2 separate regions of the Muntiacus reevesi genome follow, and region 2 is linked to region 1. A link is a contact called in public Hi-C data. All regions are on one chromosome and are shown on one strand. Each heading gives the region's core, a stretch centred on a gene start, on an enhancer-like site or on the middle of the called end of the contact. The rest is flanking DNA. Distances are from core to core; before and after follow the strand shown. Region 1 holds the start of SELENOT (selenoprotein T). Region 2 holds the start of TSC22D2 (TSC22 domain family member 2).

Region 1 (5,878 bases), core at 1,695-4,194:
CCCTGTGCCCTGGAGGAGAAAGGGGTGGTGGCTGACTCTAACAAGGCTGCTGCAGAGGAAGGGAAGATTTTTTTATTTAGATGAGTTTGGGGTTCACAGCAAAATTGAGGTGATCCCCCACCACAGTGGCACATTTGTTACAGTTGGTGAATGCCTCGACACATAATCGCTCAAAGTCCATAATTTACATTGTTCCACGCTTGGTGTTGAATATCCTATGGGTTTGGTCACAGGGGCAATGACATGTATCCACCGGTATAGAATCATACAGAATAGTTTCTCTGATGGGAAAATCCTCTGTTCTCCACCTGTTCAGCTCCCCACTCTCTCCCTGGCAGCCACTGATCTTACTGTCTCCATAGTTTTGCCCTTTCCAGAATGTCATATAATTGGAATCATACTGTAGGCCACCTTTTCAGATTGGCTTCTTGCACTTAGTAATAATGCATTTAAGGTTTCTCCTTTCCTTATGCCTGCCACGCCCACCCCGCGTCCAGGGATGTCTAGGAGGCTTCAGGGGATGTCTGATGTATGGTCAGCAAATGAATTCACTCTTGTCCAAGTGCTGCCGCTGCCCCCACTTGCCCCGTGAGTCTTCTGATGAGTGCTACCTTTGCTGAAGACCCCACTGCCTGCTGGCACCTGAGGCTGCTCCACCAGGCCCTGAGGTTGCTTTCAGCATTTGTGCGTATTTAGCATATCACAATCCTGAGGTGCTAGAGCTTCGTCATACCATACGCAGTAACCCTGGGTGAGATAGAGAATCTCTCTCCTTTTTGCTTTATATTCTTTTGGGAGAGAGTTGTTAAAAACTGTCTGAGCCACCAGTGCTTCTGGGGGTCCAATGTCGTGCTGCATTCTTAGTTTGAGACCTATTAACTTATTTTGAATCGAGTTGGACTGGCTTGGGGATGCAATCTGAGTTTACCCTGAGCTCAAGATTCCTGGTACACCACCCTGTTACCTCACCACCAACCAATCAAAAGAAAGCCACCCACCCTGAGGCCTCACCCCAAATTTTGCCTGTAAAACTATCCCCCCAACCATCAAAGATTTCAGGATTTTAGGCACACAGCACTCATCCTGCTTGTATTGGCGCATTTATAGTAAATGCCGCGTTTTCCTTCCCTACAGCCCAATGTCAGTAGCTTGGAGTGAGCAGACCCATTTGGTTCAGTAACAGTCTGAAAAATTAACAATAAAAATAAATACTAAGACAGGATAAATTTGAACACTGGATATTTTGGTATTAAGCAATAATACATTTTTTACGTTAGGATGATGCTATTGCGATCAGTTCCCGCTCCTCTCCCCCCAACTGGTTATTTTTTAGATCTACACCCTTAAAAATCTATAGATAAAGTTATTTGTCTCCTACTCTCTTCCCTTTGGGAAAAGCAGTTAGAGTTGTACTACAGACAACTAAGATGGTCAAAATGCCAGTAATTGTCAGCGGCTGTTAATGAGTAAGGCAATTAATCTGTTCTTCTATATGATTTGGGGAATTCCCTGGTAGCTCACTTGCTAAAGAATCTGCCTGTACTGCAGGAGGCCAGGGTTCAATCCCTGGGTCGGGAAGATCCCCTGGAGGAAATGACAACCCACTCCAGTATTCTTGCCTGCGAAATCCCACGGACAGAGGAGCCTGGCGGGCTACAGTCCATGGGATCACAAGAGTGGGACACGACTTAGCGACTAAAAGCACCATATGATTTAAGTTTTCCAAAGGTCTTTTTTTTTTTTTTTAAGATTCCTTTAGGAGAGAGCAATATTGCAAGGAAATTCAAACAAAAGGCCATAGCACGCGGCCAGAAAGAGTGAAGCGTTCCTGTTCGGAAGGCAGCTTCTGCTGCTGCTAAGTCGCCTCAGTCGTGTCCGACTCTGTGCGACCCCATAGACGGCAGCCCACCAGGCTCCTACGTGCACAGGATTCTCCAGGCAAGAATACCGGAGTGGGCTGCGCTTTCCTTCTCCAATGCATGCATGCATGCTAAGTCGCTTCAGTGGAGCCCGACTCTGTGCGACCCCATAGACGGCAGCCCACCAGGCTCCTACGTGCACAGGATTTTCCAGGCAAGGGTACTGGAGTGGGCTGCCCTTTCCTTCTCCAATGCATGCATGCATGCTAAGTCGCTTCAGTGGAGCCCGACTCTGTGCGACCCCATAGACGGCAGCCCACCAGGCTCCTACGTGCACAGGATTCTCCAGGCAAGAGTACTGGAGTGGGCTGCCCTTTCCTTCTCCAATGCATGCATGCATGCTAAGTCGCTTCAGTCGAGCCCGACTCTGTGCGACCCCATAGACGGCAGCCCGCCAGGCTCCCCGTTCTTGGGATTCTCCAGGCAAGAACACTGGAGTGGGCTGCCCTTTCCTTCTCCAATGCATGCATGCATGGTAAGTCGCTTCAGTGGAGCCCGACTCTGTGCGACCCCACGGAAAGCAGCCCGCCAGGCTCCTACGTGCACGGGATTCTAGGCAAGAACACCGGAGTGGGCTGCCCTTTCCTTCCCCAATGCATGCATGCATGCTAAGTCGCTTCGGTTGAGCCCGACTCTGTGCGACCCCACGGACAGCAGCCCGCCAGGCTCCTACGTGCACGGGATTCTAGGCAAGGGTACTGGAGTGGGCTGCCCTTTCCCCCTCCGCTCGGAAGGCAGGGGCTTTCTCTTTGAGCGCCCACACCTGAATCGAGACTTAAACACGTGTTCTGAACCGTCTCGGGGAGGTCAGTGTCTGCATTAAACTGTACGCAGGCTCCGGCTGTGTCGCGAGCTTTCGGTAGCAGGCTCCTCTGGCGTCGCCCCGCAGCAGGTCCCTCCCCGGCCCGGAGCCGCCCGGCCCACCAGCGTGGTGGGGCCGAACGGCGGGACGGTCGGCGCTCGCTCGCTCGGCCTGCGCCGCGCGGGGTGCGCATGCGCCCCGCGGCTCCCGCGCGACCTTGGCGGGGCGCGTCTGCGCGGTGGCGATCAGCTCCGGCAGCGCTCGGCTCTGGGCTGGCCGAGGTCTCAGCGTGAGGGCGGCCGAGCTGGCTGGCCGGGCTAAGATGCGGCTGCTGCTGCTTCTGCTGGTGGCGGCGTCGGCGGTGGGCCGCAGCGATGCCTCGGCCAACTTGGGCGGCGTGCCCGGCAAGAGGCTCAAGATGCAGTACGCCACGGGGCCGCTGCTCAAGTTCCAGATTTGGTGAGTGGGCGCGCCGCTGCCCGGCTCCCCGACTACGCGAGGCCGCGGACCCGCGGCCTAGAGGGCTGGCCCGCCCCCGGCCCGGAAGGACGGCGCCAGCACCTCCCGCCGCCCGCCGCCTCCGGGCCTCTCCCGGGGACGGCCTGGCCGCCTCCTTGCCTCCAGGCGCAGCCGCTCACTGTGGCTTTCGAGCGTTTTTGGCTCCCGGATGAGCGGAATGGGGGCTGGGGCCGGGGGTGGTAAGTCCTGAGAGGCGAGGGCGGGGGGACCCCCGTCCGCAGGGAGAGCCGGCGGCGGCGGCCCGGCGGCCTGGCGGAGCTGGGTGAGGGCTGAGGCGCGCAGGGCCGGCGACCGCGGGCGCTGCGGCGTTGATCGCTGCGTTCACTTGCCTCTCGCCCCCGCGGGTGCGCCGGCGGCCTCGCTGCCCGGCTAGACGAAGGTTAACGTGGGTCCTCGGAGGGGTCCCGCGACGGACAGCCGTCGTTTTCTTCAGGATCCGCCGAACTGACTGTTGGATGAGGGAGTAGGGATTCTGAAAGCTGGTGGGCTTGGATGGGGAAGCGGAGTCTCCGTTTGCAGTTTCCAGACTGTTTCTGAAAAGGAGCACGTTGCTCTTCTGACAAACGTTCACTCCCAGACAACTGCACCTTCTGCTCCAGTCCCCTTACTCCCGGGAGTTCCTCGCCCTGGCATCTCTCTCCACCTTTCAGATCTCTTGGGCCTTAAGAGAAATAGCAAGAGCAATCCCTCATTGCTCTTGCCCAAACCCGGCAGTTTTTGACAATTTTCTGTAAGTTTCTTGTTACCTAGTTAAGTATTAGAAGCAGAATAGCAATGCATGCGATAAGGTAAGTGGTGTTGGGGAACGTTTGAAAGGCTCCGATGAAAAACAAAAACCAAAATTGTAACATTGTAGAAATTAGAATCCTGTATCTCAAAAGAGGTCCCCCCCCTCAGAAGACGGTAGTCAGATTAGTAAATCTGAAGAATCCTGTTATTTTTGAATATTGGTGTTGGCCTTAATGCATTTAAGATCAGTTTTTTCAAGCTTCCTGTACTAATATAAGTCTACTAAAATTTAGATTTCCTGCTTATGCAATTAGCTTTTTGCTCAGTCTTAAAGACTAAGCAAATCTTCAAAATTAAATCAGTTTAAGTGACATTTAAAGAAAGTCAGAAAATGAGATTTTTGAAGTGAAAACTAAAACCTTGCTGCTGCTTTCTGATTGAAAAAAACTTCCTGTAGCGTTTACTGTGTGCCTGGCATATATCGTTGTATATCATCTTTCATGTGTGATACTGTAAATGGGAATTTTCTGACTCCCCCCTCCCCGTCCTTCTTTTTTTTTTTTTTTTCATTTGAAAGTGGCAGTCTTCTTACTAACTTATAAATATTATTAAGGATTAAGTGTGATACTTTTGGATTTAAGTAGTTAAAAAAAAGACTGCATTTTCCAAGTTAAGTAATTTTTCTATTTCTTATCTCTGGGTTTCATTTGTGCTTTTCAAAAATATTCTTTTACAGTTGCTTATATTGGTTTACTTGTCACAATAGTTTAACAAATGTACCTTCCTCTTAGGTACACAGCAAAGTTCTGAAAATGTATAAATAAATGTAGGGAAAGGCATTCAGTTCTTAAAATTAAACTTCAAAAAAGTCTTCAGTACTTCAGTTGGACTTCTTTTTAAAGAATTATTTAGTTATATTTGGCTGTGCTGGGTCTTAACGGCTGCACGGCCTTTCCCTTAGTTGTGAGGAGCAGTGGCTGCCGTCTGGTTGCGCCTGCGGGTGTCTCCTTGCGGCGGCTTGTCTTGCTGCAGAGCACGCGAGAAGGCCCGGCGCTTCAGTCGTTGCAGCCCCCGGGCTCTGGAGCACAGGCTGGGTGGTTGTGGAGGGCTTAGTTTTCTTTGGCCTGTGGCATCTTCCTGGGTCGGGGATGGAACCAGTGTCTCCTGATTGGGGAAGCGGATTCTTTCCCACTAGGCCTCCAGGAACGCCCTCAGTTAAACTTCTGTTACTTAGTTTTTGTTTCCTTTTATTCTTTAAGTAGAGAAGTACAGACTTGTCCTAATAAATTCTTTTGCAGTCCTCCTAAGCATGTTACATACAAAAATGCTTTGCTCTAAAAAAAAAAGATCTGTATATGGCAAAAAAAAACCTGTTAATATGCCCTGTGCCCTTTTGTGACCCAGCAATCTCGCTGCTGGGAAACCAGAATTGAATGAGACACACGTACCCCAGTGTTCATCACAGCATGTTTACAGCAGCCAGGACGTGGAAGCAAGCTAGATGCCCGTCGGCAGAGAATGGGTAAGGAAGCTGTGGTGCATACACACCATGGAATTGCCCAGCTACGAAAGAGAAGAAGCGTTTGAGTCAGTTCTCACGAGGTGGATGAAACTGGAGCCTGTTATACAGAGTGAAGTCATTGAGGCATATATGTGGAATTTAGAAAGACGGTGATGACGACCCTGTGTGCAGGACAGCAGGAGACACAGAGATGTAAAGAGCAGACTTTTGGACTCTGGGAGAAGGGGACGGCGGGATGACCTGAGAGAATAGCATTGAAATGTGTGTGTTACCACATGCCCTGGGACAACCCAGGGGGACGGGATGGGGAGGGAGGGGGAGGAGGGAGGGGGAGGGACGGGGCGGGGGAGGGGGCGGTTCAGGATGGGGGCACATGCACTCCTGGCT
Region 2 (5,878 bases), core at 1,616-4,115, 170 kb before region 1:
TACCAGACCACTTGACGTGCCTCTTGAGAAATCTGTATGCAGGTCAGGAAGCAACAGTTAGAACTGGACATGGAACAACAGACTGGTTCAAATAGGAAAAGGAGTATGTCAAGGCTGTATATTGTCACCCTGCTTATTTAACTTATATGCAGTGTGAAGTGAAGTAAAAAGTCGCTCAGTAGTGTCCGACTCTTTGCGACCCCATGGACAATAGCCCACCAGGCTCCTCCATCCATGGAATTTTCTAGGCAAGAGTACTGGAGTGGGTTGCCATTTCCTTCTCCAGGGGATCTTCCTGACCTGGGGATCAAACCCAGGTCTCCCGCATTGTGGGCAGATGCTTTACCGTCTTGTACATCATGAGAAATGCTGGGCTGGATAAAGCACAAGCTGGAATCAAGATTGCTGGGGAGAAATATCAATAACCTCAGATATGCAGATGACACCACCCTTATGGCAGAAAGTGAAGAACTAAAGAGCCTCTTGATGAAAGTGAAAGAGGAGCATGAAAAAGTTGGCTTAAAGCTCAACATTCAGAAAATTAAGGTCATGGCATCTGGTCCCATCACTTCATGGCAAATAGATGGGGAAACAGTGTCAGACTTTATTTTTCTAGGCTCCAAAATCACTGCAGATGGTGATTGCAGACATGAATTAAAAGACACTTACTCCTTGGAAGGAAAGTTATGACCAACCTAGACAGCATATTAAAAATCAGAGACATTACTTTGCCAAGAAAGGTCTGTCTAGTCAAGGCTATGGTTTTTACAGTAGTCATGTATGGATGATGGGCGAGTTGGCCTTTAAAGAAAGCTGAGCACTGAAGAATTGATGCTTTTGAACTGTGGTGTTGGAGAAGACTCTTGAGAGTCCCTTGGACTGTAAGGAGATCCAACCAGTCCATCCTAAAGGAGATCAGTACAGAGTGTTCATTGAAAGGACTGATGCTAAAACTGAAACTCCAATACTTTGGCCACCTGATGCAAAGAACTGACTCACTTGAAAAGACCCTGATGCTGGGAAAGATTGAAGGTGAGAGGAGAAGGGGATGACAGAGGATGAGATGGTGGGACGGCATCACCAACTCAATGGCCATGAGTCTGAGTAAGCTCCAGAAGTTGGTGATGGATAGGGAGGCCTGGCATGCTACAGTCCATGGGGTTGCAAAGAGTTGGACACGACTGACTGAACTGAACTGATACACACACATATATATGTGAAGTTGATAATATAACATAATAGGACAAGCAGGCATACAATATTTACTTTTCCAAAAGCTGCACATGCAATATCACCCACTGATCATCACTTTTAACAATCTAGTAAATCAATCCAAAATGAAGATAAGTTTTTATAAACTCACATTTGATGTAACCAGTTGATCTAACTTATTGATGGGAAACTCTCTCTAACAACTACTGAAATTACAGATTTAGTAATGAAACATTCCATTTGCTATTTTCGCCACAATAGCAGCAGCATGTTACCCTTGGTTCCTTTACTCTCTCCCACCCCCTTAAGAAGCAAGGATTTTATTATGTGGTCTTATTTCACATCCTGACCTCAGTCACTTGTATTCGCAGTACATAATTTCTCCTAAAGTTTAATGATGTAGACATAACCTTGTATATTATTTTCAACTAATGACCTAAAAAGTTCTCTGAAATTTTAAATTATCAAAAGATCCTTTGGGATAAAAATATTTCTATTCTTCAAAGATTAGAGAACTGAATACAATGATTACCTTGATTTATGTCAGTCATGATATGATTGCTAAAGCTGTAATAGATATTAAACTTTGAATTCCATCAAGACACTTTAGATTTTACCTAAACGATGTGTCAAAGTGCCACCTTCCTTTTTTTTTTTTAACTATTTAAAAGAATGACGTTACCATTTTCTTTTGCCAGAGAGTAACTAAATGATGGTAAGTTCTCCAGTACTCACATAGCTGCTTTCTGGACAGGAAAGAGTGCTAACTTGCTCTGATTGTTCATGGCCCAATCCAAACCATCTAACACTCTGGCTCTAACTAAGAGTTTCAGAATAAACAAAAGAAAGAACTACAACTATTTAACGCAGTAGGTTCTACATTTATGGAGCCCATAAGCTGATTTCATGCTGAAAGTAAAAACAGTCTCAAGATGTTTAAACGAACTCTTCGATTCTGGAATCAAAACAAACTCAGGAAAATTAGGAATATGTTGGTAACCTCTAATCTTTTTTTAAATTGACCTCATCCTGGGCAAGTAACCATCTCCTGATGCCATTGTTGGAGACAAAATTTCTGGCTGACTCAATCTGGCTTGCTATTCTTGGTTAATCGTCCCCATTTCTCTCACCATTTCACTCTTCTGACTATAGTGGATATCATTCATTTTCAGGAAAGGCTTTTTATAAGTGATTCGGTTCCTCCAGCCGTCTCCCTCTTTATCCTAGCTAAACCCCCCAACCTCCATTCCTACCGCCTTCTTTCACTAAGATTTTGCTAAACATTAGACATAGCAAGCACATGACCTCCAGTCTTCCAATGTGTCGGAATAAACCGATTAAAAAAACCTTCAATTGACGCGGCTGTAAGTTTTCCTAGAGTTGGAATTTAAGCGTCTTTAGTTCTTCAACTCTTAAAGACCTACAGGGCAAAATTTAAATTAAAAAAAAATTCTAAATTGAAAAAAAAAAACCGCTCCCCGTTTTTAACCTTTAGCCCCGCCCACTGCTCCCCCCCCCAGCCTCCACGCGAAACTGCAGGAAACCGGAGGGGGCGGGGCGGTGACGTCACGACGCCGGTGCGTCACGGAACGGCGGCGGCTGCGGCGCTGGCGGCGGCTGCGGCAGCGGCGGCATTTTAGTCGGCAGCGGCGGCGGCAGCGGGGCTGCTGCTCCTCCCAGCATCCCTGGCGCGGCCATTTCAGCCCCATCTTGGCCGAGGGGAGGGAGCTGCAGCCGCCGCTTCAGCAGTTTGAATTTCAGTTTCTCCAGGGCCTGCGAACCGGGCGCACCGAGGAAGAATCGAAGAAGCCACCGCAGCTACCTCACACAGCCGGCGCGCCGTCGCTTGGCGGCCGCCGCCCCTCACTCTCAGGAGCCGCGAGGGGAAGGCCGAGACCGCCGCCACCGCCCGCCCGCGGGGGTGGTTCCCCCTGTATAGGGGAGGACCGAGCCGGCTTTCCCCTCCCCCGGAGCAGGTTTCCGCCTGAGACAGTCGACATGTCCCTGGGGCTGAGCTCCGGCTAGAGCCGGGGAGGAAGGGCCGCCCGCCCGTGCCGAAGCTCGCCACCCGCCCGCGGCTCCTGGCTGAATCAGGAATCCCTGGGTCCGGACTCGCCACTCCTACTCCTGCTTTCCTCGGCGTCCGAGAGCCCGGAGCTGACGCCGGCATTGGTTCGAAGAGCCGGAGCCGGGCAGCACCGCCCCTCACGCCGCCGCCGCCTCCCCTTCGCCCTCCCACTCCCACCCCCAGCCTAGGCCTGCTGACCGCGCCGAGCTGGATTGACCACGGCGGCCCGAAGACGCGAGGAGGAAGCAGCTGACCCGCCCCTGGGATCGTGCTCTCGCCGCCACTGGGGGGATTGAATTGAGGCGCCGCGACTGCGGGAGGCGAGAAGGAAGGAGGAGCCGCCGCACGAGTGAGACGGGACCAGAGCCGAAGAGACCGACTCCGATAAGGAAACGGGAGGAGGATGTCTCACGGAGCGGCCGGCGCCCGGATCAGCCCGTGACTCTTAACAGCGGCGGGCCTCAGACCCCAGCACGGACGCGGACTTTGTCTTTGGGGGCCAGTGTTCTGCCCTTCCTGGTTTCCGGTAAGATCGCGGAGGAGCCGGCGTGCCTCTCTGCCCTCCAGCCTTCCTCACCATGTCCAAGATGCCGGCCAAGAAGAAGAGCTGCTTCCAGATCACCAGTGTCACCACGGCCCAGGTGGCTACTAGCATCACCGAGGACACCGAAAGCCTGGACGACCCGGATGAGTCACGCACAGAGGACGTTTCTTCCGAGATATTCGACGTTTCTCGGGCCACGGATTACGGCCCCGAGGAGGTCTGCGAGCGCAGCTCCTCCGAAGAGACGCTCAACAATGTTGGGGATGCGGAGACTCCTGGGACCGTCTCCCCCAACCTCCTCCTGGACGGACAGCTGGCGGCCGCGACAGCCGCTCCGGCCAACGGAGGAGGAGCCGTTTCGGCCCGGAGCGTGGCCGGGGTGCTGCCCAGCACCGTGTCGCCGGCCGCCACCTCAGTCCCCTCCTCAGGGGCCCCCGGCGCTCCCCCGGTCACGGGCCCGTCCGCCACGCCAGGAACTGCCGCCTCATCACAGCCCCCCACCACTTGTAGTTCGCGTTTTCGCGTGATCAAACTGGACCACGGCAGCGGGGAGCCTTACAGACGCGGCCGATGGACGTGCATGGAATACTATGAGCGGGATTCCGATAGCAGCGTCCTGACCCGGTCCGGGGATTGCATTAGGCACAGCAATACTTTTGACCAGACTGCGGAGCGGGACAGCGGCCTGGGCGCCACCGGAGGGTCGGTGGTGGTGGTGGTGGCCTCCATGCCGGGCGCGCACGGGCCCGACTCGGGAACTGACAGCTCCTTGACTGCTGTGTCACAGCTACCCCCGTCGGAGAAAATGAGCCAACCCGCCCCGGCCCCGCCGCAGAGTTTTGGCGTTGGGCAGCCGCAGCCGCCGCCTCCGCCCGTAGGTGGGGCTGTGGCTCCAAGCTCGGCTTCGTTGCCGCTGTTCCCGGGAGCCGCAGCCGGGCCGCCGCAGAGGTTGGCAGCCCCGCCGCCCAGCCAGGCGCAGGGCGCCGGGCCCCCGGGGCCCAACGGACAGGGCCTGCCGCTGACGAATGTACCCCTGGCGCAGCCCGGCCTGGCCGTGGGCGCTGCCACCGCGCCCCCGCCCCAGCAGTTCGCGTATCCTCAGCCTCCGATGCCGCCGGGCCATCTGCTGCCCGTCCCGCCCGCCGGCCAGAGTGAGTACCTGCAGCCGCACGTGGCCGGCCTGCAGCCGCCCAGCCCTGCGCAGCCCTCTTCCGCGGGCACCGGCCAGAACGCCGCCTCCGCTGGCGCGCAGATGATGGGCGCGCCCTCCTTGCCCGGAGATGCGGTGGCCCCTGGGCCGGGCCCCGCGCCCGGAGGACCGGCCGCGCCAGGTCAGCCGGCCGGAGTTCCCCCGGCTGCAGTGGGAGGCACGGCGCCGTCGGGCCTGGTTCCCGCTGGGGTCGGGCAGCCTCAGGCCGCGCCTCCGCCGCAGATGGGTGGCAGCGGCGCGCCGTCGGTCGTGCCCGGCGGCCCTCTCGCCGTGGTGCCCGGAGTTGCCAACGTGCCTGCAGCCGCGCCCGCTCCCAGCGTGCCTAGTGTGTCGACCACTTCTGTTACTATGCCAAATGTCCCCGCGCCCCTGGGCCAGGCGCCGCAGCTTTGCAGCCAGCCTCCGGTCAGCAGGAGCGGCAGCAGCATCCAGCACGTGGGGCTGCCCTTAGCGCCCGGCACAGCCAGTGCCCCGACGAGTCTACCGCAGTCTGACCTGAGCCAGTTTCAGACTCAGACCCAGCCTTTAGTCGGGCAAGTTGACGATACTAGAAGAAAATCAGAACCCCTACCTCAACCACCACTTTCTCTCATTGCTGAAAATAAGCCTGTTGTGAAGCCTCCTGTTGCAGATGCCCTGGCAAACCCCCTTCAGTTAACACCTATGAACAGTCTCGCCACCTCTGTATTCAGCATAGCTATTCCTGTTGATGGTGATGAAGACAGGTATGGAAAACTTATTTGAAATATTTGATGTGAATGCTTGACCAAACGTTTTAGTTTAGGATGCAACTGTGGGAGAGTTTTTTGGGTTTTTTTTTTCCCACTTTGAGGACCTTAACATT

Evidence for each region. Hi-C and Micro-C count contacts between places; a contact is called where the count stands out from the background.
Region 2: a Hi-C map of muscle shows a contact between it and region 1, with 6 times the contacts expected there. The contact joins the promoter of TSC22D2 here to the promoter of SELENOT in region 1. A contact is called at or near these places in 2 of 3 Hi-C or Micro-C datasets (blood and muscle).

What each region holds. Positions count from the first base shown.
Region 1 is chr8:92,485,346-92,491,223 of mMunRee1.1, reverse strand. SELENOT (selenoprotein T) reads left to right here and starts at 2,944. Exons shown (of 6, transcript XM_065942092.1): 1 at 2,944-3,180. The coding sequence starts at 3,044.
Region 2 is chr8:92,655,020-92,660,897 of mMunRee1.1, reverse strand. TSC22D2 (TSC22 domain family member 2) reads left to right here and starts at 2,865. Exons shown (of 3, transcript XM_065943427.1): 1 at 2,865-5,759. The coding sequence starts at 3,859.